4 separate regions of the Sus scrofa genome follow, and all the other regions are linked to region 2. Evidence: chromatin contacts called from public Hi-C and promoter capture Hi-C data. All regions are on one chromosome and are shown on one strand. Each heading gives the region's core, a stretch centred on a gene start, on an enhancer-like site or on the middle of the called end of the contact. The rest is flanking DNA. Distances are from core to core; before and after follow the strand shown.

Evidence for each region. Promoter capture Hi-C pulls out the DNA fragments that hold promoters and counts their contacts. A called contact is a pair of places that touch in the nucleus more often than the background predicts.
Region 1: a contact with region 2 is called in a promoter capture Hi-C map of fetal liver, with 4 times the contacts expected there. The contact joins the promoter of MCCC2 here to the promoter of SLC30A5 in region 2. A contact is called at or near these places in 2 of 5 promoter capture datasets (fetal liver and liver), 7 of 47 Hi-C or Micro-C datasets (embryonic fibroblasts, heart right ventricle, liver and 3 more) and 2 of 2 datasets of contacts at active chromatin or transcription factors (alveolar macrophages and skeletal muscle).
Region 3: a contact with region 2 is called in a promoter capture Hi-C map of fetal liver, with 2.6 times the contacts expected there. The contact joins the promoter of LOC100517502 here to the promoter of SLC30A5 in region 2. A contact is called at or near these places in 3 of 5 promoter capture datasets (fetal liver, fetal skeletal muscle and liver), 7 of 47 Hi-C or Micro-C datasets (blood, embryonic fibroblasts, heart right ventricle and 4 more) and 2 of 2 datasets of contacts at active chromatin or transcription factors (alveolar macrophages and skeletal muscle).
Region 4: a Hi-C map of fetal liver shows a contact between it and region 2, with 2.8 times the contacts expected there. The contact joins the enhancer-like site here to the promoter of SLC30A5 in region 2. A contact is called at or near these places in 2 of 5 promoter capture datasets (fetal liver and liver), 9 of 47 Hi-C or Micro-C datasets (blood, brain, embryonic fibroblasts and 5 more) and 1 of 2 datasets of contacts at active chromatin or transcription factors (alveolar macrophages).

What each region holds. Positions count from the first base shown.
Region 1 is chr16:47,914,374-47,918,740 of Sscrofa11.1, reverse strand. MCCC2 (methylcrotonoyl-CoA carboxylase beta chain, mitochondrial) reads right to left here and starts at 1,433. Exons shown (of 17, transcript XM_005672531.3): 1 at 1,141-1,433. The coding sequence starts at 1,269.
Region 2 is chr16:47,283,483-47,287,789 of Sscrofa11.1, reverse strand. SLC30A5 (solute carrier family 30 member 5) reads right to left here and starts at 2,816. Exons shown (of 16, transcript NM_001137624.1): 1 at 2,730-2,816. The coding sequence starts at 2,812. LOC110257255 reads left to right here and starts at 2,327. Exons shown (of 3, transcript XM_021076818.1): 1 at 2,327-2,332; 2 at 2,433-3,390. The coding sequence starts at 2,327. The coding sequence ends at 3,350.
Region 3 is chr16:47,794,276-47,798,865 of Sscrofa11.1, reverse strand. LOC100517502 (small EDRK-rich factor 1) reads left to right here and starts at 1,287. Exons shown (of 3, transcript XM_003134027.5): 1 at 1,287-1,447; 2 at 2,226-2,334. The coding sequence starts at 1,441.
Region 4 is chr16:48,086,047-48,090,363 of Sscrofa11.1, reverse strand. No RefSeq gene overlaps it. Among named protein-coding and RNA genes, the nearest start is that of CARTPT, 45 kb to the right of the region's middle. Within about 2 kb of position 1,258, at least 3 of the 83 cell types and tissues checked have an H3K27ac peak or open chromatin away from gene starts, as enhancers often do. A contact at or near this core is called in fetal liver and liver, where this site is marked.

The DNA of each region.
Region 1 (4,367 bases), core at 184-2,683, 630 kb before region 2:
TAATGTTGTGGGGTTTTTTTGGGGGTTTTTTTTTGTCTTTTTTCTATTTCTTTGGGCCGCTCCCACGGCATATGGAGGTTCCCAGGCTAGGGGTCGAATCGGAGCTGTAGCTGTTGGCCTACACCAGAGCCACAGCAACGCGGGATCCGAGCCGCGTCTGTGACCTACACCACAGCTCATGGCAATGCCGGATCGTTTAACCCACTGAGCAAGGCAGGACCGAACCCGCAACCTCATCGTTCCTAGTCGGATTTGTTAACCACTGCGCCACGACGGGAACTCCTAATTTTTGTTTTTTTGTTTGTCTGTCTTTTCTAGAGCCACACCCATGGCATATGAAGGTTCCCAGGCTAGGGGTCTAATCGGAGCAACGCCGGGATCCTTAACCCACTGAGCGAAGCCAGGGATCAAACCTGCAACCTCTCGTTCCTAGTCGGATCTGTTAACCACTGAGCCACGACAGGAACTCCTGCACAATTTAATGTTATCTGTGTAGGCTTAGAAACCATGAGAGAGACTGAAAATTTCCAGCTCTGATATTTCACAAACCAGGAGTTGTCTCTATAACCTTGTGATGCCTCCCAAGTCCAAGAAAGACCATTTGAGACACATAAATGGTCTTAACATAGACCATTCTATTCTATTAACATAACCAACTATTTAAAGTCTGGGAAGCACAAGCCAGGGGGAGCTGTGCTAGGCCAGTGGTTCCCAAACCTGACAGCCACCAAGCCCCCCCCCCCCAACTTCATTAACTATGCAAACACTAGGACTCCACCCCGGAGACCAAAAAGATCCAGGGTGAGGATTAAGGCAGCTGTACTACGAACAAATTTCCAGGTGACAATTGCTAAACCAGGTTTTGAGAACAACTGATGGTAAAGATACAAAATACAGTACCACTGCTAAAAGGGAACTAAAATGTATCTGATTTTCTCTTGCAAACTTCAGGAATCCCTAGCGCGTCCCAGAATCCTGATGGGATCCAGAGAACAAAGCAGCCGCTGTTAAAGTGAGCCCATCCTCCACCCGCTTCCCAGTCCAGCCAGTGCCTCGGCCCGTCGGTCCGGCCCTGGAGGACAAGTGGAAGACGAATCACTGACTCAGGCTAGGTCCTCCAGGCCGCTCACCCAGCCTTACCTGGTAGATGGCAGAGCTAGAGTCTGGTTGAGTGCCCAGTGCGACCACGGAAGCCCCATGATAGGCGCGCAGCGTGGAGACAGGGACGCGGGCGCACGGCCTCAGGGCCAACCTCAGGGTAGCCCACATGGCAGCGGGCACAAAGGCAGGAAGGAACGCGTGAGAGCCGCCTGCGCCGATTCGGAGCCCAAGCTTCCCCCTTCAACTCCCCGTCTCGAGGCCACAGCTCCACTCCGCTCCAGGCAGCCCTAACTCGCCTGAAACCTCCCAGATTCTCAAGTCGACCTCCGCACGTGCTGACGCACGCCGTCCGTGATTGGTCGGCCTGAGCCCCACGCCCCCCAACTCAGCCAATAAGGGACAGGGGTGCAGCCCACGAGGCCTGTCGTATCGCGAGCCTGTGGAGACGCGCCTCCTAAGACGCTGAGCTGAGAGTTGAGAGCTGGGCTAGGTTTCCTTTCAGTCGGTCTCAGCTCTTTTGCTATGCACCATTTTCTTCTTCTCCTGCAGACAGAAAGGACATTGCGGGACTTGAAAAAGCTTATCTTATATGAGAGCTGGACACTGAACAAGCTGCCCTAAGAAATTAAACTCTTTATTCATCCATTCAACAAGTATTTCTTTTTCTTTTTTTTTTTTTTTTTTTTGTCTTTTTGCCATTTCTTGGGCCGCTCCCTCAGTATATGGAGGTTCCCAGGCTAGGGGTCTAATCAGAGCTGTAGCTGCCAGCCTACGCCAGAGCCACAGCAACGGGGGATCCGAGCCGCGTCTGCAACCTACACCACAGCTCGCAGCAACGCCGGATCCTTAACCCACTGATCAAGGTCAGGGATCGAACCCGCAACCTCATGGTTCCTAGTTGGATTCGTTAACCACTGAGCCATGACGGGAACTCCAACAAGTATTTCTTAGGTGTCTTCTGTCAGGTGCTCTTCGGGAGCTGGGGATACAGTGGAGAACAGGCACAGTGCCCTCCTTTATAAAGCACAGAGATCATGAACAAGTAAATTAAAAACTCTAAGAGTGATAAATTACAACTTGGATGTACATATTTTATATATGTTTTATATAGGATTATAACATTTCTAAAACTTTGCCTATAACAAATCTGGGCTTCTTATCCACTGGACAATGAGAAAAAATCTTATTTAGTCCACTTAAGTCTGAGACATTTTCAATTAGTTTTATACATGATGTTAGATAAAGGCCTGGCTAAATTCCTTAGTATATGGGTACCAAGTTTTCCCAACAACATGAAGAGACAGTCCTTTCCCCATTGAATAGTCTTTGGCTCCCTTGTCAAAAAAAAAATTTTTTATCAAAAATTATTTCGCATGCAATGGTTTTTTTCTGGACTTTCTATTTGATTCCATTGGTCTGTATGTCTGTCTGTATACCAGTACCACATAATTTTTATAGCTGTGGCTTTGTAATAAGTTTTTAAATTATTAAGTGTGAGTCTTCCAGCTTTGTTCTTCTTTTTCAAGATTATTTTGCCTATTGTTTTGTAATTGCTTTTGTAGTTTCCTTTTCAGGTTGTTCATTATTAGCATATTTAAATGCAGGAGTTCCTATTGTGGCTCGGCAGTTTATGAACCGGACTAGCATCCATGAGGACACTGGTTCCATCCCTGTTCTAGCTCAGTGGGTTAAGGATCCAGCGTTGTGATGTAGGTCACAGACGTGGCTCAGATCCACTGTTGCTGTGGCTCTGGCGTAGAGGGATGGCTACAGCTCCAATTGGGCCCCTAGCCTGTGAAACTCCATATGCTGCAGGTGCGGCCCTAAAAAGACAAAAAAAAATAGACAAAAAAACCCTCAATTTTTAACTGTGTACTGCTCTTTTGCAGAATTCATTAGTTCTAATTGTGTGTGTGTGTACATAATCTTTAGGGCTTCCTGCATGTAATAAATCATCTGTGAACTGTTATAATTTTACTTTATCCTTTCCAATATAAATGCCTTTTATTTCTCATTCTTACCTAATTGCTCCAGCTAGAATTTCTAGTACTATATCAAATTAAAATGGTTAAAGTGGACATCCTTAGCTTGTTACTGATCTTAGAGGAAAAGATTTCAATTTTTCACCATTAAGTATGATATTTGCTGTGGGTTTTCCCCATGTGGCTCTTATGATGTTAAGGTTAGTTTCCTTCTAGGTTTGTTCAGTGTTTTTTTCATTTGTTTTTGTTTTTTGCTTTTTATCCTTAGTATACATCTGGTGTTGCCATGAGCTGAGGTTTAAGTCCCAGACATGGCTCGGATCTGATGTTGCTGTGGCTGTGGCGTAGGCCATCAGTTGTAGGTCTGATTTGACCCCTAGCCTGGAAACCTCCATTAGCCACATGTGTGCCCCCCCCCCCAAAAAAGGATGCCAAAGCATAGAACTAACAAAAAAATAATTCATATCCTACCTTCAATTCAACTAGAAGATATATGGGAGTTCCCACTATGGCATAGTGGGTTAAAAATCTGACTATGGTGGCTTGGGTCATTTCAGAGGAACAGGTTTGATCCCCAGCCTGGTACAGTGAGTTAAAGCATCCAGAATTTCCACACCTACGCCTCTGAATCAGTCCTGGCCCAAGAACTTCCATACGCTTCGTGCGTGGCCATAAAACAAAACTAGGAAATATATGAAGGCAGTAGGCAAAAATAGGAAGAATAGTATCCATAAGGACTCAGGTTTAATCCCTAGCCTTGCTCAGTGGGTTAAGGATTCTGTGTTGCCATGAGCTGTGATGTAGGTCACAGACGTGGCTAGGGTCTGGTATTGCTGTGGCTGTGATGTAGGCCAGCAGATACAGCTCTGATTCAACCCTAGCCTGGGAACTTCCATATGCCAAGGGTGCGGCCCTAAAAAGACAAAAATAACTAACTAAATAAATGTCCATTGAAATGCAAACATTTAGATTAGATAACCCAGGAGTTCTTTTGTGGTGCAGTAAGTTAAGCATCTGACGCCTTCACTGCAGTGGCTTGGATCATTGCTGTGGTGTGGGTTCAATCCCTGGCCCAGAAACTTCCACATGCTCAGGTGCAGCTAAAAAAAAAAAAAAAAAAAAAAAAAAGACGTCAAGATCCTAATGTTTAGCACTATATCCAATCTCCTGGGATAAACATTGAAGATGAATGGATAAGATTTTATGTGTGCGTGTGTGTGTGTAAATATATATAATGGAATACTACTCAGTCATAAAAAATAATGAAATAATGCCATTCACAGG
Region 2 (4,307 bases), core at 1,567-4,066:
TTCATGTTGCACAGGGCAGCATACTAAGGGGCAAAGCTGAGAGGGTGGTGAGGAAGGGAGGCTCTTAAATGGGGGCAGTGGCCCCTGAGCCACTCACTCACTGACACTTGTGCAACTTATCAGGATCCAATCCACCTCCCCAACTTATAAATCATAATTTGCCACTAACCAGTCCCATCAAAGCTATCACTGGTCTTCTCTGTGAAGGTTAGAACATTCTTTGGTTTTTTAAACCTGGAATTACTGAAATCTGGGTTTGGGCTCAAACCTGCTTCTTGGGCTTTGCCCACTGTAGCAGCTCACAGTTCTCCAGGAAAAAGCAAAATCTGTGTATAATTCAAGTTTGATTCATTCAATCACTATTTAAGTATCTACTGTGCAGACTGTGCTATATGTGGGGTTTGGGGTAACTGACTCTCAGTTCAGTTAATAGGTGTCTCAGTTTGTGAGATAAGGACAACTAATGAGTCTGCAGCACTGTTGTAAGGATGAAGTGAGATGCTGTACTCAAAGTATCTAGAACCCAGGAAGGGCTTAACGAATGCTGGCTGTCACCCTCTGCCCCTGCCTGTAAAGAGGACTTATTAAAGCCAACATAGAAACATTTAAAACAATTCATATTTGTGACTTCAGTCAAAAAAAAAAAAAATCCACAATTAAAGGGTCTGACAATTAGTTTTTGGTGTAGATTATAAGGAGTTTTTGGATTTTTGTCTACGTATAGGAAAACTCTTGCAACCTGAAATCTATTAAAAATTCAACCAGTCCTGAGCTGAATTTGATTCTGCAATGAACTACAATAGGAGGGCACCTCTGCCAAGCAGAGGAAATAGTGGAAATAGTGGAAATAAGGTGGCAAAGGAATATTTGCCACACCTATCTAAGCTGTTGAGTAAATAATCTTGAACTATTTATTTATTTACTTAAAAATAGGAGTTCTTGCTGTGACACAGTGGGTTAAGAATCCAACGGCAGCAGCTTGGGTTGCTGGGAGGAGCAGGTTCGATCCCCAGCCTGGCAGAGTGGGTTAAAGGATCAAATACTGCAATTGTGGCTCAGATTCAATCCCTGGCCCAGGAACTTTCATATGCCACAGGCGTGGCAATAAAAGAAAAAAAATTCAAGTTTACAGAAAAGGTGCAAGAGTAGCACACCCTTTACTTAGATTCTCTAATTGTTAACATGTTCTCTTCTTTGCCTTATTATCTCTCTTTAATACAGTTTTTTTTCCCCTGAACTTTTTTTTGCTTTTTAAGGCCTCACTGGGCACATGGAAGTTCCCAGGCTAGGGGTCTAATCAGAGCTATAGCCACCGGCCTATACCACAGCCATGGCAACATGGGATCCGAGCCGTGCCTGTGATCTATACCACAGCTCACAGCAATGCCGGATCCTTAACCCACTGAGCGAGGCCAGGAATCAAACCTGCATCCTCATGGATCCTAGTCAGATTCGTTAACCACTAAGCCATGACAGGAACTCCCTCCCCTGAACTTTTCAAAGAGTAAGTTACATACATCCTGCTACTTTATCCCTAAATACTTGTGTTTCCTAAGATCATGAGCATACTCATAAAATCAGTGCAGTTATCAACTACAGGAAATTTAACATGGATATATTTTTATCTAATCTATTGTCCAGAGTCCAATTTTGTCAAGTGACCTAGTACTGTCTTTCACAGCATTTTCCCCTCTAGAAATCCACATCAGAATTGCCTACTGCATTTAGCTGTCGCATCTCAGGAAATAATACCTGATATCCTGTTATTTACAAAAACAAGTTGCTCAAAATAGATTAGAATTGAACTTGTACTACAGAAAATGCAGCTAATTTAAATTTTGCTCCAGCATTTGCTGTGTTCTTCCCTTTTCATAAAAAAAAGTTGCGTTAGTGATTCTATTTCTACAGTTCCAAGAATTTACCAAAACCATCTTTAAATCTCAAAGGAGTTTTCAAGAACAAGAAAAACTTAACCTCATTAACTATAAAGGCAATGAAAATTGTTGGGCCATGTTTTACGCATCTTTCACTCTACCTCAGAAATTAGGACAGGTCAAGAAGGACACACTGGAAAGTGGTCAGTATACTTACCTCTTGGGGATTAACGGGAGCATTGCTGGGAAGGGGATAAAGGGGGGATTTTTCCTTTTTACTCTATGAATTTCTGTGCTGCTTGAATTTTTGGACAACGAGCACACATTTCTTAATAACAAAACAAAATAAACGAAGAAAGGAAAACTAGATGACCGGCTGGATTCTTGGTGTGCGGGGTTAACCTGAACATCAAAGTTCATCTGTTTGTACTTTGGTTTCTTCGCCTCAAGAGATGACGGTGACCCTTCCTCTAACTTACGCAGGCAGACGTCAGAAAGGTTAAGTATCACCAACCCATTATTTCGGGGAGAAACAGCCAACAGAAATGCTTCTCATAGGTCAGAAAAACCTCTCACGTCAACTGGCTGGCAGTTCTAAGGTTAACGGTCTGCCTGGAAACCCAGATCTCAAGCAGAACCTCCTTGGATCTTAGAGCATTCATTCTGCAGAGAGGGACGGCGGAGCCAAAGAAAGCTAGAGGCGGCCTGGGAGCCGAAGCAGGGAGGACGGAGGGCTCCGGGGCGCGTGCAGAACCGAGGAGGAGTCCCGGGCTGTCAACGGGACGGGAGGGAGAGGGAGCTCGCCTGCGCGGGGAGACCGCAGATCGGGAGGCGGGTGCCAGATCAGTCCCTTACCGAGCGCTGGGCACGTCCACCGGCCCGAGGCCGCCGCCGCCGCCTGGGCCGGCTAACACTTCCCCGCCGTATTTCTCCTCCATCGCGGGGATCAGGAGCCGCCGCCGCTGCCCCTGCCGCGGGGTCTCCTCATGTCTCGCCGCTGCCGCGGAACAGCGGTCGCAAGCGCGTCACTTCCCCATGGCAGCGGCCCTGTCGGGTCCCCGCAGGCCGGGCCGCCGCCGCTGTCCCCGGCTCGCAAGCACACACGCGTCGGGACTAGGCCACGGACAGTTCCGGCGGCGCGGGGCTCCCCGGAGGCTCACCGGAGTGGACGCTGCCAGGCCACGTCACCGACCCAGCAGCCCTCACTCTCGGGGGAGTGCCAGGTTCTGCGCCTGCGCAGGACACACCACTCGCCAGCCCTCCCTCTTCCTTAGGCTCCTCCCACCGCGGGGCTACAGATCGAATCTTCACCCCCTCTCAGCCTCTCTCATTGACGCGGCCTCAGCGCATACCTGTCCTGCAGCGCCACCAACGGGTCGTCAGGAATATAGCGGATTCTTCTGCCGCGGAGGGCAGGGGCGGAGGAAATACACAGCGTGTGACGAAATAGAGTTTCTTTTAAATTCTGGCTCCTAAACTGTGCTGCTTAATCCTGCAGGCCAGTAAACCTAGGCAGGTAGGACCAGCCCTTATTAGGGTTATTTTTATGTTACTAAAAAGTTAAGAAAATGGTCTCCAGTGTCTGTCTTGATTTGATTCACAAATCTGCCACTTACTAATTGTGTCACTTGTCCTTTCTGACTCGTTTTCTGATCTGGAAAGTAAGAGTAGTAATATCTGTATCCTCGGGTTCTTGGGAGGATTGTGTGTGTTCAAATGTGAAAAGTGGAGTTCCTGTCAGTAGCTCAGCGAAAAGGAATCTGACTAGCATTCGTGAGGACACAGGTTCGCTCCCTGGCCTCACTCAGTGGGTTAAGGATCCAGTATTTCAGTGAGCTGTGGTGTGGGTTGCAGACACGGCTGGAATTCAGCTTTGCTGTGGCTGTAGTGCAGGCTAGTGGCTACAGCTCCGATTTCACCCCTTTGGGAAACTTCATATGCCATGGGTGCGGTCCTAAAAAGACACACACACACACACACAAAAGAGAAGTGAAGTGTGAATAACAGTGAATGGTATATACTAATCAATACATGTTAATTATTCATAGGGAAATTTGAGGACTGGGATTCGGAGATGAAAATGGGGTTTTGAACAGTGTAAATTATGATTAGCTTATGCTACACTTAATTTGAATATACAGAAAGTGTTAATAACATATAAGAGAACGAGAAGTCCTAGTCTCTGCCTGCTGGGACTTTGTAATCTATTGTGAAAAATATTTAGCAATTTGAGAGCAAGACCTTAGCAACATTACACATTAAATTCTCAAATGCTAAGGTTTTCCAAATAACCAGATAGGGATTTAGCCGGAAAAGACTCACTGATAGGACCTGACCTCGAACTTGGATAAGGTTTTGGATATGGGAGAAAAACATTGTGGGAAGATGTGTCGTATGTGTAGAATGCAGAGGAAGGCATGAAATTTAAAAGCT
Region 3 (4,590 bases), core at 38-2,537, 510 kb before region 2:
CAAGGAAGGAGTTCCTGTTATGGCACAGCAGAAAAGAATCCGACTGGTATCCATGAGGACGAGGGTTTGATCCCTGGCCTCGCTCAGTGGGTTAAGGATCGGCATTGCCGTGAGATGTGGTGTAGGTTGCAGACGCAGCTCAGATCCTGTGTTGCTGTGGCTCTGGCCTAGGCAGGCAGCTACAGCTCTGATTCAACCCCTAGCCTGGGAACTTTCATAAGACAAAAAATAAAAAATGAAAAAAATAATAACCAACAAATTAAAAGCCTTACAAAATAGGATAATTTTAGGGTGTCCAGACTAACTCTACCCATTTTTCAGTTTGTAACAATTAACAGAATAGATGAAGATAATAAATACCAAGCATCTTTACATGTCTGCATCTAGCCATGACAGATGCTCCACCGCTTTTCAGTAGGTTTAAGGTAATTCTAGGCTATTCTGAATTCCTGGTAATACTACATTCCCTTCCATTCTTTCCCCATCACACAACCCAAGCACAGAGCCACGGAACTCCCAAAGTACTGTCCACCCTGACAAAGCATTGGGATAAAATAGGAAATGAACAGACTTGAGAGAGTCTGTTTTCAACTTGAATCTCACTTCTGCCTCACTGCACTGCTCCCTGCCTAGTAGATCTGTCGCTTCTGGTCTCAGTCTCAGTTGCTTCTTCCAAAAAAACGAGAACAATTAAGACCACCTTGCAAGCTTGATGGGTGAATAAAGAAGTAAGGGGCCAATACCACCTTTCGCAGAGCTAACATTCAATCTATCTATTCTGTCCCCTTCCTCTCTTTCTCCCCTCTGAAACGTGATGAAAGATCGCCCAGGACATATGGAAGTTCTTGGACCAGCGGCAAATTTGAGCCGCAGTCGAGACCTATGCCACATTTGTTTCCAGATTCTTAACCCACTGCTGCGGAATAGAGGATCCAACCCCTTCCGCTGCAGACACAACACGGGCTCCTTAACCCGCTACGCCACAGCGGGAACTCCTAGATATTCTAACTTTTAATGTCGCTACCCCAAAAATGGGGGCTGGTCAAGCCCCAGTTCGCTGTACGCAGAGAGGAAAGTCCACACACGCCTATCCCTCTCTCAGACACAGGCCCGCTTTCTGAACTCTACCAAACTTGCACGGCGGAACGACCCTGGCAGCACACTACTCTCCGCTGCGGCGGATCCGCGGCCCGCGCCAGGGACCGCACCGCCCCGCACCCACGCACCGCACCCCCGCCCCGCCGCCAGCGGCCGCGCAGGCGCAGTCCCTCTCCGGCCAAGCCGGCTGCTGTCTGGGCTTGGTGGGCGGGGCGGTCGACCTCTCTCAGGAGTATCCCGCCGCCGCGGGCTCTGTCTCTCAGATCTACCAGTGGGCACGGCTGCTGAGCGTGCGAAGTCGTTGTTTTTCTAAGTAGCTCTCTTCCAAGCTCAGTGGTCAGCATGGCCCGTGAGTGTGCAGACCGGTAGAGGAAGCCGCAGGGAGCGTCGGGCTAGGAAGTCTAGCGCAGAGGCCCAGCGGGCGGGAGGCGGGGGCCGGCTGGTGAAACCCGTTCTGTCCGGCGCAGTGGGGACCCGGTTTGCAGTGAGATGGGAGAGAGGGAAGGTTGGCTCCGGTCCAGCCTGAAAGGTCGGACAGGTATCTGCCCCTCCGATACAAGTTTACACAGCAAGGAGCACCTCCCTGGAGATGGCAGCCCTGGGAGGGGTCTTATTTTGGAGGTGACTTATAGCTGGTGCTTAATACTTAAAAAGTCGAGAGGCCTAATGAGGACCAGGAATTCTGAGTCTCTTCCCTCGTTCTTTTGTTTGGCCCTTGCAGGTAATGTTTTAGTAGCATCTGTCTTCGCTTGCTTAACAATTGAATTATCGTGGGCCAACTTGTGTGAGATGTGGTCTGTGATGTATCTTTCACTCTCCACCCACACTTCTCAAAAGCCAGAACTTATTTTGAAATACTGGCCCATATAGACAGACAACTGGAATGCCTGTTTGAAGAGATCTGGTATTTATAGGTAGTGAACACCTTAACTAGTATAATAATATTCTTAAGACCTTAAGTGTTTACCTCTTAGCTTCCTCCTTGTCGTCAGATCCAGGAACACCATTCAAGGCCATTCTTTGCTGGCTTACCACTTAAAAAGCAAACTTCAGATGCATTTAAATAAAGGCCTTAGAATGGAATTATTAATTTTGTAGATGGGAAAATAGCATGACTGTCTTCCTAGGTGGAAATCAACGAGAACTTGCCCGCCAGAAAAACATGAAGAAATCGCAGGAAATTACTAAGGGAAAAAGAAAAGAGGATAGCTTGACTACTTCTCAGAGAAAACAGAGGTAAGTGATACTAAAGGAATTCTCAAGTCACGGAAGTTTTCATATTGGAGAATGGAAAGCATTTTTTATTTTTTAAATCCTTAGTAGAATTAGGCCTAATCTGCAGAAGAGGGCAACAGCTCAGTATATGTTGTGCACCAGGCATGCTAACACTGTATTATGGGGCAGTCATTATTCCAACTCATGGATGAAGAATTTAAAGCTCTCAAACTGCAATTTGTTTTGCAGAAAGTCTTATGCAACTTTACCATAACCATGTGAATTTCATTTAGCTTCCATTGTTGGGTGCTAAGGATAAACATTATCTTTTTCTTTTTCTTTTTCCTTTTTTTTTTTTTTTTGTGCCTCACCCACGGCATATGGAGGTTCCCAGGCTAGGGGTTGAATCAGAGCTGCAGCTGCCAACCTACACCACAGCTCAGGGCAAGGAGGGATCCTTAACCACTGAGCAAGGTCAGGGATCTAATCCATGTCCTCACAGATATGAGGCAGTTTCGTTAACTGCTGAGCCACAACAGGAACTCCTAGGACAAACATTTTCAAAGCAGACATCCTACCCACTAGTCTGAATGACAGGTCACCAATTATATGGATAACTGTTCTGAAAGAGACACAGCATATATAGCTGTACTGATGTCTGAAGATCCATTGAATTGGAGAGAATGCAGGTGCACAGGTGTCAATGCAGGTGCTTTGACATATATGACTCTAAGTGACAAATAATATAAAACTGCTACAGAAATACTTTGAGACTGCCACTTAAGCTCAAGGAAAAGGATTCATGTTTCTAAAAAAAGTCAAATTTAATTTTATTCTAAAATTTTGTTGTCCATGTGGAACTTGGAGGTTAGGCGAATAATTGACTACACAGGCTTCAGTATGTCTTCTCTGTGGTCCTCAAGCCTGGCTGCACATTAGAATCACCTGAGAAACCTTCACTTCTGCTCAGGCCTGTGCCCTACACCTGGTCCTGATTTAAACTGGTCTGGGGTTGGGCATTAAAAACTGCTCTAGTCTATAGCCGTGCCACCTTGAACGTGTGCCATCACGTCTGATCTCGGAAGATAAGCAGGGTCAAGCCTGGTTAGCACTTGAATGGGAGACCGTCTGGGCATACCGGGTGCTGTAGGCTTAAGTGGGTTGGGGATCTGCTGTTGCCGTGAGCTGTGGTGTAGGTTGCAGATGCGGCTTGGATCTGGTGTTGCTGTGGCTGTGGCGTAGGCCGGCAACAGCAGCTCCAATTAGACCGCTAGCCTGGGATCTTCATATGCCATGGGTGTGGCCCTAAAAAGACAAAAAGACCAAAAAATAAAGATAAATAAATTTGGGAGTTCCCGTCGTGGCACAGTGGTTAATGAATCCGACTAGGAACCATGAGGTTTCGGGTTCGGTCCCTGCCCTTGCTCAGTGGGTTAAGGATCCGGCATTGCTGTGGCTGTGGTGTAGGCCAGCAGCCTGAATAGACCCCTAACCTGGGAACCTCCATATGCCATGGGTGTGGCCCTAGAAAAAACAAAAAGACAAAAAAAAATAGATTAAAAACTGCTCTAGGTAAATTTTATTGTACTTAAGTTAAACCTGACATTAAAAGCTCCCCATGTGATTCTGATGTGCACTCTGAGTTTAATGAGGTTCAAGGTTTTTACCATTTTCTTTGCATAAGTGTCTTACTGATACATTAGAGCTACTCATCTTGCATTAAAATCTAATACTAAATGTATGCAATAACAGCACAGGAAAGAGCCTGGACTTCGAAGTTGTACAGATCTTGGTTTTTATGCGATTTTGGGGGAGAAAGTATTTAGCTCTAAGCCTTTAACTTATTTTTAAAATCTGAAACAAGGATGATAACTCAAAGTTGTTGTGAGAGTTAATTCAGAGCCAGAAAAGTGCTTGACCCATAGTCGGTGTTGAAAACATAGCCATTTGATATATTTTTAAAGATGAGCTCATGGGCCATCTAGCCCAGGTATTCAGGTTCTAGTTCACTGTATGTGGAGATTCAGTCAAAGGCATAGAGGGTTAAGAATATATCCTGAATATCCTGCTTTTTTTTAGTGTAATCCATTTTCCATCACTAGCTATTGGGCTTTTTAGCTTATAAGAAACTGAATTGCTTCATGACATTTGTGTCCTAATCAGAGGTACTAGTTAGGATATCTAGAGGACTTCTGAAATGCCCTCTTCTTTCAGGAAAAAAAAAATTATTGTGGGTTAGTTTTGTTGACAATTAAGAGTAACTTTGCAGGAGTTCCC
Region 4 (4,317 bases), core at 9-2,508, 800 kb before region 2:
TTTCTCAGCTCTGAGTCACAACCTTGTGGATAGATTAAGCTTTGTGGGCAAACACATAAATAAAATACAAATCACAAGTGCTCACCAAACAAGGTATTAGATCCTCTGTGTACGAGGGGGCAAAAGATGTGTCAGGACAGACACATTTCCTGCCCCAGGAAAACAAGCAGCCAAGGAAGGAAGCAGATTAGGGAAGCAGGCTGAACCCAAGCTTCCCGCTTGGACTGCCAAATTCCTCAAATCAACAACAAAGAATCCGATGAGGTTCCCAGGTTCAGAGATGGGGTTAGGTTTGGGATTTGGCTCAGGTTAGACCTATGATTTCTTTCGGACCATGGGTGTCCTTATTTGGCTATCTACTTTGCGTCTTCTCCTAGTTGGCTGGAGCCATTTTTTCAGGAAGGGAATACAGATGTTACAATCCCCGGACCGTGACTTATCTGAGGATGGCTTTCTTTCTTTTCTTTTTTTTTTTTTTTCCGTCTTTTTAGGGCTACGCCCGAAGCATATGGAGGTTCCCAGGCTAGAGGTCGAATCAGAGCCGTAGCAGCTGGCCTACATCAGAGCCACAGCAACCCGAGCCACGTCTGCAACCTACACCACAGCTCATGGCAACGCCAGATCCTTAACCCACTGAGCGAGGTCAGGGATCGAACCCACATCCTCTTGGATGCTAGTCAGATACGTTGCCACAGAGCCACTGTAGGAGCTCCTGAGGATGGTTTTCTTTTGTGGTCATGCACAAAAGCCAATGTGACTTAGTTTAAATGCTTGGGCCACAGCATTTTGTTCCTCCAAAACCCATAGATACGGCAGTTTTAGAAGTCTTCTCGCTTGTGGTAATTCTAAAGACAGCTTGAGTTTGGTTTCCCTGCTGGTGCCTTGCATGTGTGCACGGGTATAGAATATAAATAGAGTAAACTCTAAATGCACTCTCTGTCATTAAAATGGCTGAGAGCAAAACTGTCTGCTCTGATACATCCTTAGCTTATCCAAAATGATCAGACAGGGAAGGAACTCCACATGAACTCTGCCTATGGCAATGTGGCCATTACGTCACTAACTTTGAGTCTTAAAGGCCCCAAATAGTAAGGCCACAGCAAACTAGCCCGAGGCAATAATGTAGAGATCTGATTTTATGCCTCTCTTGCTTTATGTTACCCAATGCTATCAGAAGGAGCCATCCCACCCTGTTGTTTCAGAATGCCTCATACCACTTACTGGGAGGCAGCAGCTATTCCGTATGTCATAGCGCCACCCTCTGGTGGACCTAGGGAGTCCAGAATACATAGTTTTGCCATCTATGCTGTGGGCTGTGGGCTGTTGAGACCTGACATAGGAAGGGGAATATGATGGTTTTCTTCCTCTTTCTGGCTACTTCCCCCCAAAATCTGCCTTAGAGTCTCTTGCCAACTGGAGCAAAAGTGGAATTTATGGAAAGGATGTAGGGGAATATCCTCAAAATCTAAAAGAAGGACCAACAGGCTTGAAACAGAGCCCCTCCTGGAATTTCAGCTGCAAGCTGACAGTGGACATCGTGACATTGCAACTAGTCACTGGAATAGAAGTGACTATTTTCGTTCTTCCTGTTAACTCTGTTGAAGTTCCTGTTCCAGAGAGAGACTGTTCTATGGGGCTCGGGTCAGCGTCCCACTTCTTGGCAGGAAAGGATAAAGGGTCTGACAGTCCCATTGTACTGACTCAAGTGAGAAAGAGGCCATTCTCCAAAATAGTATTGTAGTGCTTTTAGAGGAAAAAAGCTCAATGTGTCCCTCCAGTTTATAGATAAACTGCCTTTCCAAGTGGATATTTGCAGGATTTTTTAACTTACGTAATTCAAAACATTTTCTTCACGTATATCTAGAGGTGGGTCTCTTCTGTTTTTGTCTGGAATGCACCGAGCCCCTTGAGCATGTGTGCTTGGGTTTTGTTTCATCCTTTATTATTGCTTCTATTTCATAGGTTATGCTATCTTTCCTAGGAACACAAACTATTCATATGTTGGATATTTGCTATGGCTTTCAATTTGTTTCCTTCTGCATGTGCCTTTTTTTCTGCATCCTAGAAAAGCCTTCCAAATCTGTTCTCCACATGACTGATGCTGATTGACATGCAAACTGTCGTGCACTGATTATGCTATTACTTGAAAGTGATCTATATCTTACTTGAATGGCTTCCATAGCCCAACCTGTTGTCTTTTCTTTTCAGCCTGTGTTCTCTTCCTGGCATCATGTTCATGTTTCACGACACTCAGTATCTCACTGAATTCTATTATTGTAGATACTAAACAATATCTGACAATTTCCATCTGGCTCCTTTAGGTTCTTCAGAGATAGGAAACTTCTATGAGCTTCCAGGATACTGTCCCCTGCCCTTTGTTCTGCCACATTTTCAAATGGACCCATCCCCACATTTTGTTTCATCTATGCTCACTCATTCTCAAACAAGGCAGGATCTATCCAGATTCACCGATAGCTAAGAGGTAGGCATTTGCCCTTAACCCCACTCTCTGTCTATTTAGGTATGCGTCAAATAATCTACCTAAGTCTACAACTAAAGAATAGATCAGGAGTTCCCATCGTGGCGCAGTGGTTAACGAATCTGACTGGGAACCATGAGGTTGCAGGTTCGATCCCTGGCCTTGCTCAGTGGGTTGAGGATCCAGCATTGCTGTGAGCTCTGGCGTAGGCCGGAGGCTACAGCTCTGATTAGACCCCTAGCCTGGGAACCTCCATATGCCTCGGGAGCAGCCCTAGAAAAAGACAAATAAATAAATAAATAAATAAATAAATAAATCAGAGTTCCCATTGTGGCGCAGCAGAAATTAATCCAACTAGAATCCATGAGGATGCATTTTCAATCCATGGCCTTGCTCAGTGGGTCAAGGATCTGGCGTTGCCATGGGCTGTGGTATAGGTTGAAGATGCAGGTCGGATCTTGCATTGCTGTGGCTGTGGTGTAGGCCGGCAGCTGTAGCTCCAATTGGACCCCTCGCCTGGGAATTTCCATATGATGAAGGTGCAGCGCTAAAAAGCAAAAAAAAAGAAAGAAAAGAAAAGAAAAAGAATTGATCAATGTGCCCAGTTCACAGCTTATTTCCCAGATAGTCCTCCTGAGTAGGAACCAGCGGTGAGGCAGCCCTCTTTCCGTCCGCCCGCAGTCCAGGTCCCTGATAAGCCTCGCTGGGATGCAAAGTCACACTTCTCAGAAATACCACCTACTGCTTGGGCCCTGTGTTTCAGAGAACCCACTCTGGCCATTTTTTGGCTATATGCTCCTCACCAAGAGAAGAATCTGCCAGACCAAGAGGATGTGCCCACCTAGAGCCTTTCTAGAGCACATTATAGTCAGGACCTTGAAATTCTCTGCCCAAATAGCTCGAGCCTATTTGCAGAGTCTGCATAGACCGTGCCCAGAGGTTCACCTTCCGAAGGGTCACCTGTGCCATAGGTATGTGCGCTCCCAGGCCCAACGAATGGCCAAGGGCAGCTGCGTGCAGAGGTTCTGGACACTCCAGCTGGGGTGCCACCCACGTGTGCTCAAGGCTGCTTGAAACGCAGCAGAGAGTGTAGGGGAGAGAGGGGAACCAAGCTGAGGGCGAATGGACTTGGGGCTGGCATTCTCCAAATCACTACTATTTCAGCATGGAACCCCAAGGAATTAGAAATTCTCAGTTTGAACCTAGATTTCCAGATTATTTTAAAGGCATATTTGTTGAGGTAAAATGACAGAATTTATTTTCTTTTGTCTTAGCTTATAATTTTTAATAATTTGGACATAGGGTCCATGGGCTTCTACTTCTTACCCTGGGCCCCACAAATATTAGAGGGGACCTAACAAACAGCTTCCAAGGCTCTTCCTGCCTGCCTGCCTGCCAGCCTGCCTTCCTGCCACCTACACAGAAGCAGCTCAATTTGGAAACAGGTTAGTTCCAGAGGCTCTGCAGAAGTCTGAAGGAAAGCAAAAAGTAACAGAGAAGGATACAGATTGCCGTCCCTGCATGGAACACCCTTAAATCCCTGTGTGCGTTGGCCCTTGGAAGCTTTATACTCCTCTTCCCTCCCCCACATCCTATCAGGCATCTTTCTAAAACTGAGCTGTTGCTTCAGGAGTTTCCGTCATGGCTCAGTGGTAACGAACCCGACTAGGATCCATGAGGAGGCAGGTTCGATCCCCAGCCTCGCTCAGCAGGTTAAGGATCCGGCGTTGTTGTGAGCTGTGGTTACAGACACGGCTCAGATCCTCCATTGCTGTGGCTGTGGCATAGGCTGGCAGCTGTAGCTCCAAGGTGACCCCTAGTCTAGGAAAAGAAAAGAC